2 separate regions of the Sus scrofa genome follow, and region 2 is linked to region 1. The links are chromatin contacts, called in public Hi-C maps. All regions are on one chromosome and are shown on one strand. Each heading gives the region's core, a stretch centred on a gene start, on an enhancer-like site or on the middle of the called end of the contact. The rest is flanking DNA. Distances are from core to core; before and after follow the strand shown.

Evidence for each region. A called contact is a pair of places that touch in the nucleus more often than the background predicts.
Region 2: a Hi-C map of retroperitoneal adipose tissue shows a contact between it and region 1, with 2.0 times the contacts expected there. The contact joins two enhancer-like sites. A contact is called at or near these places in 12 of 47 Hi-C or Micro-C datasets (blood, embryonic fibroblasts, heart right ventricle and 6 more).

What each region holds. Positions count from the first base shown.
Region 1 is chr1:145,832,969-145,839,574 of Sscrofa11.1, reverse strand. No RefSeq gene overlaps it. Among named protein-coding and RNA genes, the nearest start is that of CTDP1, 25 kb to the right of the region's middle. Within about 2 kb of position 4,049, at least 2 of the 83 cell types and tissues checked have an H3K27ac peak or open chromatin away from gene starts, as enhancers often do. A contact at or near this core is called in omental adipose tissue and retroperitoneal adipose tissue, where this site is marked.
Region 2 is chr1:145,894,344-145,900,021 of Sscrofa11.1, reverse strand. No RefSeq gene overlaps it. Among named protein-coding and RNA genes, the nearest start is that of CTDP1, 86 kb to the right of the region's middle. Within about 2 kb of position 3,186, at least 30 of the 83 cell types and tissues checked have an H3K27ac peak or open chromatin away from gene starts, as enhancers often do. A contact at or near this core is called in omental adipose tissue and retroperitoneal adipose tissue, where this site is marked.

The DNA.
Region 1 (6,606 bases), core at 2,800-5,299:
CCTCTGTTTACAATAGAAAACACAGCAAACACAAGGAGCCCTGGAAATTAGAAATATGGTGACCAATGTTAGGAAATCTACCAGGAAGTACAGTTTAAGGAAAAGAAAGCCACAGGCCCAGCCCGGAAGGGCTACATTTGGCTTCCAGGAGCCCCGGAAAGGGGAGCACATTTAAGAAGGAAAAGAGGAAATCAAGCAATAATGGAGAACAGCTCCTTGGAACTGGAGGCGTGGTCTCCAGGCGGACACCTGACTTGATCCTACAGAGACGTGCCGCCGGGGCAGGGGCTGCAGTGTCCTGGGGGACAGGGAGACAGAGTGGGTCTTGGGCTCAAGAGCAAGGCTGGAGGCTGGAAGTCAAGACGGCAGGGCATCATGCCTCAGAAGATTCCAGCGAGAATCCTCAAATCTAAGGATGTGGAAACTGCCAGGATAGCAGTGGGCTTGCTGCAGGCAGAGGTGTGGTGACAGTGCTGCTGGGTCTGTGCCTTGTGCACACGGGGTGGAGGCAGGCTGGGCAGAGGCGCCAGCTGTGAATACCTGAAAGGCAGCCAGAGCAGCTGGTAACCCAGAGATGGAGGAACTGCTGAAAGCAGCTTGGAGATGGAGCAAGTGCCCCTGGAAAGATGAAGCCTGGTCTCTAAGAACACACTCGATACGTTTAAAATAAACGCTGACCTGAGAGATATCATCCTCTGATGGAGAGAGCAGTGCCGGCCGGATAACTCAATAAATGTCACCTGTCTTTATTATCATTGCTATTATCCTTAGGGAGGCTTCACTTGAAATGAGTATATTAATAATTAATATCAAATTGTCTTCTCGTGTCTCCCAGGGAGGAGGAGATGCTGGTGGGATGTGGAAAGTTCATCAGTTACTTCAAGTCTAATCGGCCTTTGCGATCCGGGTCCAGGAAAACACCATTGATCTGCCATGTCTCTCAGGAGCTCTGGACGTCCACGTGCTGGGCTGTGGCAGAGCAACTCTGGGTCCCACGCCAGGTGCACAGCCCAGCACACCAGCAAGTCTCTCCTGCTTGGGACACCCATGTGCCTTCCCCTCAAAGTCACTTCCCAGTGACCCTCTCCATGTCTGTCCTGTTAAACCCACAGCCCTGCCCTGCACTCCGGCAACCTGGTTGCTTTTCGAGGCAACTCATTTCCCACTGGACAGACATTGACTTTGCCTCCTGACTGTCCCCTGGAACTGAGGTCCTGCTGTGTCCCCTGCACATGGTGGGCCTGGATGACTCTTCCAGGCTGCCAGTCTGTGGCCTGCTCAGGGCAGTTGGGCTGGCTGTCACCGCCAACCGGTTACAGACCCTTTAAGGCTCTGGGCTGCTCACTGCTGGGTGGGTGGTCTTGTAGCAAGTCTTGTCCTGAAGAGAAAGGCCTTCTGCTCCTGCGGACACCACTCACTGCTACTGTGGGACTGCAGCCCCTTGACGGCACCAGCCCCAGACTCCCGGCTGGTGGGAGCAGCGGTCAGCCCCATAGAGAGCTTCAGTGGCCAGGTGGAAGCTCCAGGGTGGGGTGACTGCCCTCTCCAGGCCTCCAGACCCTGCTTTGAGCTCAGTCTTGCACCTGCCACACAGCTGATGCAGGCTCTCCTCAAACCCAAATTCACAGCAACACAGGGCTGGGGCCAGGGGTGGGGAGGATGAAGGAAAAGGTGGGAGTGGGTGGCCGGCAGCATCACTCCAAGTTGAGACTTGAGGGAATGGCAGGCTTCTTTCTAGAGCCTGAGCTCAAAGCTCAGCTAGTGTCTGAGTCCAGGAACATGGAGTACCTTGGATCAGTTTTTGTTAATGCTGAAATTTAATCTCATTTGTCCTTTTATGTGAGTAAATTTTTCTTTCTTTCTTTCTTTTTTTTAACAGGTGCACTGCGGACATATAGAAGTTCCCAAGCTACGGGTCAAATTGGAGCTGCAGCTGCTGGCCTACACCACAGCTCACGGCAACGCTGGATCCTTAAGCCACTAAGTGAGGCCAGGAATCAAACCCACGTCTTCACAGATACTAAGTCAGGTTCTTAACATGCTGAGCTACCATGGGAACTCCTCATGTGTGTTTTAATGCTTTTGGGCAGGGGGATTATAAACTTAAAGCCAAAACAGAGAGGTGGATGGGGAAGACATTGTGCTGTGGCCGCCACACCACCCGGAGTCCCTCCCGGAGGCGCTTCTGTCTCCAGGCGGACCTATGCCCAGCCACAAGGGTGGTGAGTCATGTCCAAGGACCCCAGGCCTGCAGGGCTCAAACACTTCCTCTTTCCGAGGCACAGTCAGTGTCCGGAGAGCAGTTTGTCCTGTGTGTTGTCCACCAGACCTCACAATATTTTCCTACTCCTGATGCATGGGAGCAGGTTTCCACGGGATGGTGGGCTTTTAAGGAAGCTAAGGTAAATTACACTCAATATTAGTTTATACTTGTATTTTAAAATATTTCTTAATAGTATGATGGAGTCCAGAAAAGTAAAAGTAGAAGTAAAATAAATGAGAATTCTGACACTAAAAAAAAAAAAAAAAAAAAAAAAAAAAAAATCCCAAAATCTGAACGAAGATGCAAATATAGGACAGACATGGAGGTGGGTATTTATAAAGGGCTGGATCACATCCTTTTTCTGTGACAGGCTTGCTCCCTGCCAGGGCTTTGGTGATACCACAGCGTCAACATATATGGAACAACTTCTGTTTAGGGCAAAACTCTCAAGTACAAGGCTCAGGCCATCTTGAGGCAGAATTCTACTTTCAGGGAAAATAACTTATGTGCTCCAATTTACTCTCTGTAAAACATGAAATAAGCTCAAGGAAGTAAAGGGCTGGACGCTTTGCTGGCTGCACTTCCAACCCCTCCCCTCCATCTCTTCCCAGGAGGTTTCCTTCCTGGCCCCCCACATGCACTCACTCCTGCAGCCCATCATCGTCCGGCCCCCAGTGCCCACCGTGAGCAGGGGTCACCCCATAGGGCCGACATGAAAACTACCCAGGTCACCCATGCTGCACCCTCAGGGGAGCAGGAGCCCTGACAAGACCTGGGTGTTGATGAAATGACCCCAGGAGTCCCAGCGGATGGGCCTGGAGTTCTGGAGCCGCCCGGTGCTCCCAGAGCCAAGATGATGAGGAGGGGCCAGTGAGGAAGGTCAGATCACCAGTATTCCTCTGCTGAGGGCACCGCCACCGCCAAGGAGGGCAGACTGCAGGGAAACGAGGGCAGACAGAGCCATCCAGGACCTCCAGGGCAAGGGCGGAGCAGGAGCACAGCTCTCTGATGCCCGCAGACCCTTGGCCCCAAGGACCAGCGGGTGTGGACAGTCCATACCTCGGTCCACATCTGCTGGTCCTGGTGACCTGATCCTCCTTGTCCCACCTCTTGCTTGCATTTCTGAGACCCAGCGGGAAAACCAGGCTAATGTCTGGCTGCCCATCCTGCCAGGATCCTGCTGCCCTGCTCCCAGGCCAGGGCTGATCTCTGTGTCTGTGCTGCCTCCCAGGATGGGCATGTGAGCATCAGATCTGCACACAAGCTCCAGGAGGGAGTGTTCTGTGAGCTGGGGTAGACAGGAGGGCAGGGTTGGGGGAGCGCAGAGAGCAGCCAAGGGTGATGGCAGGGGGCCCCTGTCATGGCTGCATCAGGCCAAGCTAAGATTTAATAACAAAGAGGAACCAGGACATGACCTCACAAAGGGTGCCTCTCCTGGATGTGCCCCAGAGAAGGCAGGCTCCATGGGGCCAAACACCCGGCACAGCTCAGCCACTGGGCGGTGTCTCCCGAAGGAGAGGCTGTCTACCTGGCCCGGGTCTGGTCTGCTCTGCTGCACTTTCTTGTTGTGCCCCCGGGGGTAAGAGGCCAGCCGCTTAGGAGACAGTCTGATTTCTGTTTTCCAGGTGGAAAAGCATTTCTTGGTCTAATCTTCTGTGAAGTTGCTCCAGCTTGTTCACTCGACACACAGAGTGGGGACAGAACAGTCTTGAGCGGCTGTGCTGTGTGCAAAGGAGTGAAGGCGCTGGCTGGGGGGGTGCTCTGGGGGGTCCTGTTCTTGGAAGACTTGGGAGAGGCTGGGCCTGCTGGCTTCTGACAACCCAGAGTGGGAGACACAGCTGCCTGGCCAAGTGGCCGAGGCCTGCATGTGGCCTCTGGCAGGAAAAATGTCCACTCTGGTCTGGTGACACCCCCAGATGTGGGGGAGGGGCCACACCAGTGTCATATCCCAGAGCCTGGAGTGGCGCTCAGACAAAAACTTATCTTCCATGTGCTGGTCCACCAGGTTCTAAGCCGCTGCTTTTAAGGGCTCTGAAGTTGGGCAGCTTCCAGGTTTTTCTCAAGAGGTTTCTGGGGAGCTGCCTCTCTAGGCCTCCTATTGGTGGCCTTGCCTCTCTGGGCCAGAACCAGAAAAGAAGGGGCCTGGGCTGGTCCCCCGGCATTGTCCCAACCTTGTGAAAAATGTTATCTTTTTAAAATGAGAAAGTATGATAGACGTTCTATATAACTATAGAAACTATAGTAGAAAAAATATAGCTATAATAGAAAAAATAAAAATCTTAAATAAATAAATAAACAAAATGAGAAGGTGCTGTTCAACTCCCATTGCTCTGCCATGCATCTTTGCCCATGTCTGGACTCTAAATTAGAAACTCTGACCTAAAATGCTGTGATAGGCTTAAACGTTTGGGTGAAAACATCTCTTGAGAAGTGTCTATAAGGGCACTTATTTTGGGTCAGTGTAAGCCGGGTGGGCTGCCCGGCCTTGCACCTCTAGAGCCCCTCCTGCTGTGTTGTTCTAACTGCTTTTCTTTCCTTCTCCAACCCGGTCACGTGGGCTAAGGAGAAGCTTCTGAAGGGCTGGAGAGGCTCTCAGGACACTCTCTCCCGCCCAAGAGGTGCATCGTGGCAGGGATCGTGGGGAGACAGGCCTGAGCCCAAGTCGCCGCAGGACCAGACCCACTGGGGTCTGAGTGGGAGGAAAAGACCTTAACCTCTAGCTCAGGGTCCCTCTGTGTGGGACGGGAAGAAAAGAGTGACATCTACGTAAAGAACGTCACGAATTCCCTCATGGGATGGATGGAATGCGGAGGGAAAAGTACAGGAAAGGGCATGAATATTGTGGCCCCCATGAGGCCAAGGGTGGAGTGCAGAGTGGAGCTTCACCCCAGGGACGCTGCGGCTCGACACCCCGCGGGGTGCACCTGAAAGAGGGGTCCTGGCAACTCTGTTGTGTGTCACGTTTTATCTGTCTGCCAGGGGAGGGGGACTGGGCCTGCAGACTGATGAGTCCAAAGCAGTCCTCACTTTCAAAGGACCAAAGGCAGCTTCACCACAGGGCTGGTCCTTCTGATAATGGTTAGCTCCTTCCCTGAATTTTGACTCTTTTTTTTTTAATCTTTTTTTTTTTTTTTTTGGCTGCACCCACAGCCTGCAAAAGTTCCCAGGGCAGGAATTGAACCTGAGCCACTGCAGTGACAGTGCCAGAACCTTAACAAGATGTACCACCAGGGGAGCTCCCACTGCATTTTTTAAATTGCAGTAAAAGACACATACAATGTACCATCCTCGCCATGTTCAAGAAAACAGTTCAGCAGTACCAAGTACAGTCACACTGTTGTGCATCTGTCACCACCATTCATCTCCAAAACCCTTCTTCTCTTGCAAGATTGAAACTCTGTCCCCCTTACACACACCACCACCCCTCCCCAGCCCTGGCCACACTCTCTACTCTCTGTGAATCTGGCCACTCCAAGTCTCTCACATGCTGTGACGGGTCCGTTTCACTCAGCTCAAGTCCTCCAGGCTCACCCATGTTGTTGCCTGAATCAGAATCTCCTTCCTTTTTAGCAATAAACAACACTGCCTCGTCTTTTACTGCATTTTGCTCTTCTTCATCAGACCACTTTGGCTCAGGGGACCGTGCACTGGGGACCACACATATCTTTTTGAGATCCTGCGTCAATTCTTTGGTATATCCCCAGCTTCCACTGTATTTGAATAAGCGAGCTCATCTTTCTCTGAGCTACTTTTTACACATTTGTAAATTTAACTCATTTAATTGAAATGTACTGGTAATTACTGTTTTTGACGTTGATAACCAACACCATCTACAAATCGGTTTTCTGCTAATAAAAATCTGTGAAGAGAAAGGAAGACAGGGGGATGAGAGGGAGGGAGGAAGACGGCAGCTCTGGAACCTCTGCCTCCCGGCCGAGGCCAGACCACTGAGTCTGCTTTTCCTCGGCGGCGTCCGGGTGTCCTGGTGGCGTCCCAGCCAAAAGCAGCACCTCCTGCTGGGCCTTTTTCCTTCTGGACCCACAGGCTGTTCTGATGCTGCTGCCCCGGGTTCTGGGATTTTCATCAGGAGTGACGACTCTTAGGTCCCTTTCTAGGTGGAAAATGGCGGGGAGCAGTGAAGGGGGTGCCCTTGCAAACCTTCACCCGGGCCTCCCAGCTCTGGGTCACCTAGGCCCCCACCTCCCGGCTGGATGGTTCACCCACTTGCTGTTGGTGTGACGACCTCAGAGAGGCCCTGCCTTCCTCTCACACTTGCAACCAGGATGGTCTGTTGTTCCAAGTGAAGCAGGGTGAGCCCACCTGAGGCCCCACCCAGGACCCCT
Region 2 (5,678 bases), core at 1,937-4,436, 61 kb before region 1:
GAGGGACGTGGGGTTTGAACACCAGGACGTGCCCGGGGGTGGACAGCAGTCAGCCTCTCCAGGTAATCTCCTGGGTCAAGGAAGTTTCATCTCAGGCCGCATCCTCCTGAGAAGCAGTTGTGTTTGCCAAGACCCCTCTGGGCTCCAGAATAGTCTGGTTTTGCTCAGACTGGGACCACGCATCCCTTTTCCTCATGGCCATGCTGGCGGATGGCCCCTGGAACACCTGGAGGAGGCCATGAGGTTGCTTAAGGAAGTTGGAGGGACCCAAGGCAGTGGCTGTGCAGACCAAGTCAGCATACCCCACGTCCCGCTCCCACTCCAGGTGAGTCCTGAGCACGATCTGAGCACCGACTGGCTGGGGCTGGACATGATATTACGGAGAAGACGCGAAGGCCCCACCCTCATGAGCCTCAGCAGCAGTGGATAGGCCCAGGCTGCCAGGGAGGGCTGCACACCCACTGCATGGATCCCACTCGCCATTCCTCTTCCTCCATTTGCTGGCCTCCAAAAGCTTCAAAGTCGCAGACACCTAGCGACGGGCCATGCAATGGGCCACACAGCATCCTCAATGTGACAAGTGTTTCTGTCTGTATTTAGAAGTCATACCCTTTAGGCTTCCTCTCTGCTGGCCAACACAGCCTCACCCACACTCAGGGGGCCTTAAAACAGTTGGTGCCTCTAAGCCAAGCATCAAAGTGCTCTCTCCGTCCTGGGTCCTCCGCCCTCTGACCGGATCTTCAGGTGCAAACCAAGGGCTCAGTTCTCCTCTTTTTGGTGCTGCTTTGCCCATTCTCACCAGCTTGTTCCTTCCAGCGCCTCCTGCAGGGAACCGCCCAGTAACTCTGGCAAAATGGCTGCAATGAGCATGGTTGTAAACTACATGGGCACACCGTGCCCCACACCCAGGTGCCTGACAGATCTTTAAAGGGTGGTGAAAAGGCAGGAAGAGGGACTGCTGGTCTCCTGGGGTCGCCAGCAGTCTCCAAGTCCCCACCCTGCACAGCTCAGACAACTCTGATGTTCAGTCTACAGGCCCAGTGTGGGTGGGTGGGGGTGGAGGTGGGGCAGACCTGCTCCTCCTGAGCCGTGTGGGACACTCTTGTCCAGGCCTCTGCCGGTGTTTGGTAGCCACCTGAAGTCTTAGGGCTCCTCCATCTTTGTCTCTGTGGTCACAGGGCCACGCTGTGCAGCATGACCTCCTCTGAGCGAGTCCTGTTCACAGAGAAGGGTGCCTCTGGGGCCACAGGGCAGAGCCTGAACGAGTGCCTCTGGGGAGGTGACCCTCCGCCCCTTGATGGAGGTCAAAGGGCGGCCGGTGGCTTTGCTCACCTGACATCCAGTCGGTCAGACCAGCCAGCTGGTGTCCTGCTTGGGTCCTCTCACTCCCTCCACACCGGCCCTCCTCTGCCCAAGCCTCACTGGGTCAAGGTTCTACCAGCTTCAGCCTCGGCCCCTCTCTAACCTTCCCTCCTTCTCGGCACCCAGACAGAAGAGACTGACCCTTTCTTTGGTAACAAGACTCTGCACCTGTGGAGCAAAAGAAAACCCTTCCCGCTTATGCAGCAGGTGATGGAACAGAAGCATGTTCTACCTTGTGGTCTTCCTTTAAAACCCTCATTTTACCAGAGGAAGTGGACTGCAGCACAGGATTATCTTGCAAATTCCAGAAGGAGGGTGGGCCCTGCTGGCTGCCTGAGGCAGGTCCACCCAGCCAGCCTGGGGCCTGAGCCCACCCAAGGGTCACTGCAAGCGCCCGGTTTTTAGAGGGGGATGGGGGTTCCGTGCTTGAGCACTGGCTCTTCTGGGCTAGAAAGTACAGGGACATCCTTGAAACTTCTGGTCACTCAGCTGGATGCTCTCGCTCTAGGGTTAGAAGCCAACCTGGCCCCCACTGCCTGGGGCTCAGCACAACAGCTGAACACTCCCTCTTGCTTTTGTTCTGAATCCTTTTGCGCTGTGCCCTGGAAGGTGTGGTCTGTGGTCACCAGGCCCCATGCAGGTCTGCCTGCCCTCGTCCAGAGACATGTCAGCCACAAAAGAGTCCAGAAGCCTGCCTGACCGGCCACCCAGGGAAAGTCCCGCCCGAGGGCTCGCTGACCGTGGGAAGGATAGGTCTGCAGAGGGTGGCTTCCGCCTCGGCTGCTTGAGCCCCACGGCTGAGGCCGCAAAGACCCCAAACTGACTCTACAGGAAAAGCTGATCAATAGCAGGTAACCATGTTTCCCTGGTCAGTCCCCGTGGGGTACCGCCGCCCCCCGCAGAGCCCCCAGCACACCCCCGTGGCAGACCACGAGTGTCGAGGAGGCGCTGGGTCTCAACCAGGAGGAAGGGCTTCTCTGGCGCCAGCTCGGAGGAGCTGGACTGGGCGTTGCATCTGGAAGCCCTCTGCGCGTGCGTGGGTCCAGGCAGGCGGCGCTGCGTCTGTCACCGGAGGGGGGAGAGCGGTGAGCAAGGGGGGCCGTGCGGGGCGCAGGGGCCCTGCTTCCCCAGGGCTGGCGGAGGAGCTGCTTTCACGGGATTAACAGCAACACCTGGGGAGTGGAGGGAGCAAGAGGCATGGAAATTCACCGTAATTTTGCCAAAGGCCCTTTAGACTTTTGTCTCGTGACTTTAACATCAGGCCAAGGAAGTGCTGGGCCTCCCTCCGACATTTGTTGGGGCCGAGTTTCAACAGTCACACCTCGGGAGCAACCTTTAGCGGATGAGACTAGCGCCACGTGGGGCGTCGGCTCCGTGACTCAGGGGCATGGGCACCGCCCACTGAATCACCCTGTCCAGCCCTGGGAAACCCTCTTCTTCCAAGCCGACTTGGCCCGACCCATCTTCCCACGGAGACGCAGAAGCACACAGGTGCTGACTGCCTTGACTTTGGCTTCCGCGGTGAGGGCCCTGTGTCTGTTCAGACAGTCCTCCGTTATTGATTGCTGAATGAGTGCATGGATGAACAAGCTAGTAAGGGGATGGCGGCTGTGAAAAGCTGCCGTGACTGATTTGGAAGAAAGCAGGGCTGGGAGAGAGGCCCTGCTCCAGCCCCTTCCTCCGGGGGGGCGTGGCCTGTGCCGCGTGACCACGTTTTCCTGTTAACTGCGGTAAAGTTTCATGCCTGTTTCAAGTGAGGGTTGACACCCTGAACCCTGTGGCAAGTCTCCGGCGTAAACAAGAACACACTTAGGGCTTATAGCCCCAGCCTCCTCCTGTCCCTTCTGTTCCTTCAGGTGCCCTGTGGCCTCCCAGTGCTGTCCTCACTCTGTCAAACCATTCAGACAGTGTGGAGCACAGTGGCTGGCAGCTTCCCAAGGCCTGCTGCTCCCAAGAACAGCTGGGTTTCCACCGCATGCTACCTACCCCCTCCTCCTCTGTACCCACGGCAGACATCACTAATTGATCCCAGCATCCTTTCCCATTGAGCCCAGACAATCGTGAACCTGGCGCTGTAGGAACCACTGCCAGTCAATCACGTTAAGACACATGAGGTGAGGCCTCTGCCTTTCTGCCTTCCGCTAAAGGCTGGAAGATGCTGATGGTGGAATTTCAAGCCTCAGGGTTGAACATCCTACCGTCCTCACCTCCTTGAAAACGATGGCATCCGAGAGAGCTTACTTTGCCTTTGAGGACCCTGGGAAATTCCAGTTTCACTTTAATGTGTGGGTTGAAGTGGATGACTCTCCGGGTTACAATCCCTCCCCATACTTGAGTGTCTGGCACTGTGGCCTCCACACTTGGCGTGGAAAACAGAGGCCGTGAGCATGGCAGCGGCAGCCAAAAGCAGAGCAAGGCCGCTTCCCCACGTTTGCTCAGTAGTTTCATGTGTCTGACAGTTTGGCTTGAAAACCAAGGGGCTAGCCAAGTCCAAAGGCAGCGCAGGGTCCCGTTTAACTGCGAGTCCCTGACCGGCCAGGTGGACATTTCACCTTCATGGCCCTTTGGAAGGTGACGGGTTAACTTCAGAAGGCCGAGGCAGTCCCTGGACCAAGCCCACCCCTCTCTGAAAAGTTACTGCCCCAGGGCATCTAACTGAATCCTCTGTGAAATACTTTGAGGGACCCAGGAGTATTAAAACTGCTGTTTAAACCACACCTTGTTTATCTTCCTAAATGCTAAGTGGCGGGTGGAAAGCACGTTTCAGAACACTTGCTGTTCCTGCAAACACAGAGCCGTTTCTTGATTTATTCCCAGCTCCTGAATTGACAGTTCTTTTGAAGTTGCCAGGAGATGGGATCAGACGGGGGCTTCCACATTGGAGCCCTGCCACCCAGGGGCAAATGATGTCTGCTTGCCCTCCCCCTCCTCCCCCTTTTCCCCTTCTTTTTTGCTGCCAAAAGAGCTGCATTGTTTCCACTTGGTCCGAGGCTTGGGAGGCCTGGTGGCTGGAGAGAGAAGTGGGCAGAGGCCCAGAGGCCTGGACTGGGAGGCTCCTGTTGGCCTGAGATCTGGCCCAGCCCAGTCTCGGGTGTGTGCTGGGGGAGGGTGTGCTGCCTCCTTGAAGAACCTCCCCGCCTGGCTCAGGGAGTGGCCTTGGGGAGCCACGAGGTGGATCTGCAGGCAGAAGTGGGTTTCCGACCAACAGGGCCTGGCTCGGGATCTCCCTGGCCAGGGCAGCTCTGAGGCTTCCAGGGTGAGGCCTCCTCACCCCGAGGCAGCACTAATTGGGGGTAGGGGGAGGGTGGGGAGAAGCGCTGAGGGATGCTGACTGGCCAGCTCCCTGCGGGCCTGAGATGGGGCCTGGGAAGTCCCGCAGGCGGAGCTGACCAGGCATCCTCCACGCCTGTAGAGGATAATTCCCAACAATCTGGGTGCCCATGAGTGGTGACCGCCGGCAGCCAGCCATGAAAAGGGGTTGCCTGGCTCCCGAAGCCAAGAGGACACCTGGAGCAGGATGCTCAGAGACGCCAGATCCTGAAGGCTCTGTCGAGTGACTACTGGAACCAGACCTGCCTTTTCTCTGCCTGGTCAGGGCTGGACGCCACAGCTCTTCCTGCTGCCTGTGGGGCTGACAGGCTCCCCCTCTCACCCTTGACTGACCTCGGCATTCATTCCCTTCTCTCTGCAGCCTGACTTCCTAGCTTGGACAGTCAGAGTCAGGTTGTGCTGCTGTCGTTTCTTCCTTGATGGAAAAGTCATATCTCCTGCACTTCTTCACAGAGGCACTTTTAATAACCTAGAGACTCTGTTTCACATGGAAATGGAGCTCCCCGAGATGGTGCTAAAATCATCCAGAGAATCTGAAAGTGTGTAGGAAATAGAACATAACCCTGAATCAAATGGATGTTGTTTAACTGGATTTTCTGGCTATTTGTAATTGACTGGAGAGTCTTTTTTTCTTTTAGATCTTGTTTAAAACCCTTTTCGAAAGTGTAACCATTGTCCTTCTTAGTAAGTTGACAAAAGCAAAGGCCAAAAAATGCTTCCTTCTCTGACTGCTAGGGATCATAGCCTGGGTTCCTCCTCCAAAGCAGAGCACAGGACAGGCTTTGGAAGGTGGTTCTTGAGGAATGTGAACCCATGGCGGGTATGGAACAGGAGGGGGGCCAGAGCAAGGTCCTTAACGTGTTGGTTAGCTGACTGTCACCAAGGAATGGTCTTCTTGCTTTACCAGCTTAATCTCCCTGGTTCTGGAGATAAGGGCCACCTGGCTCTTGGGTCCTCACGGACTGCAGGTGGGGTGCACTCAAGGC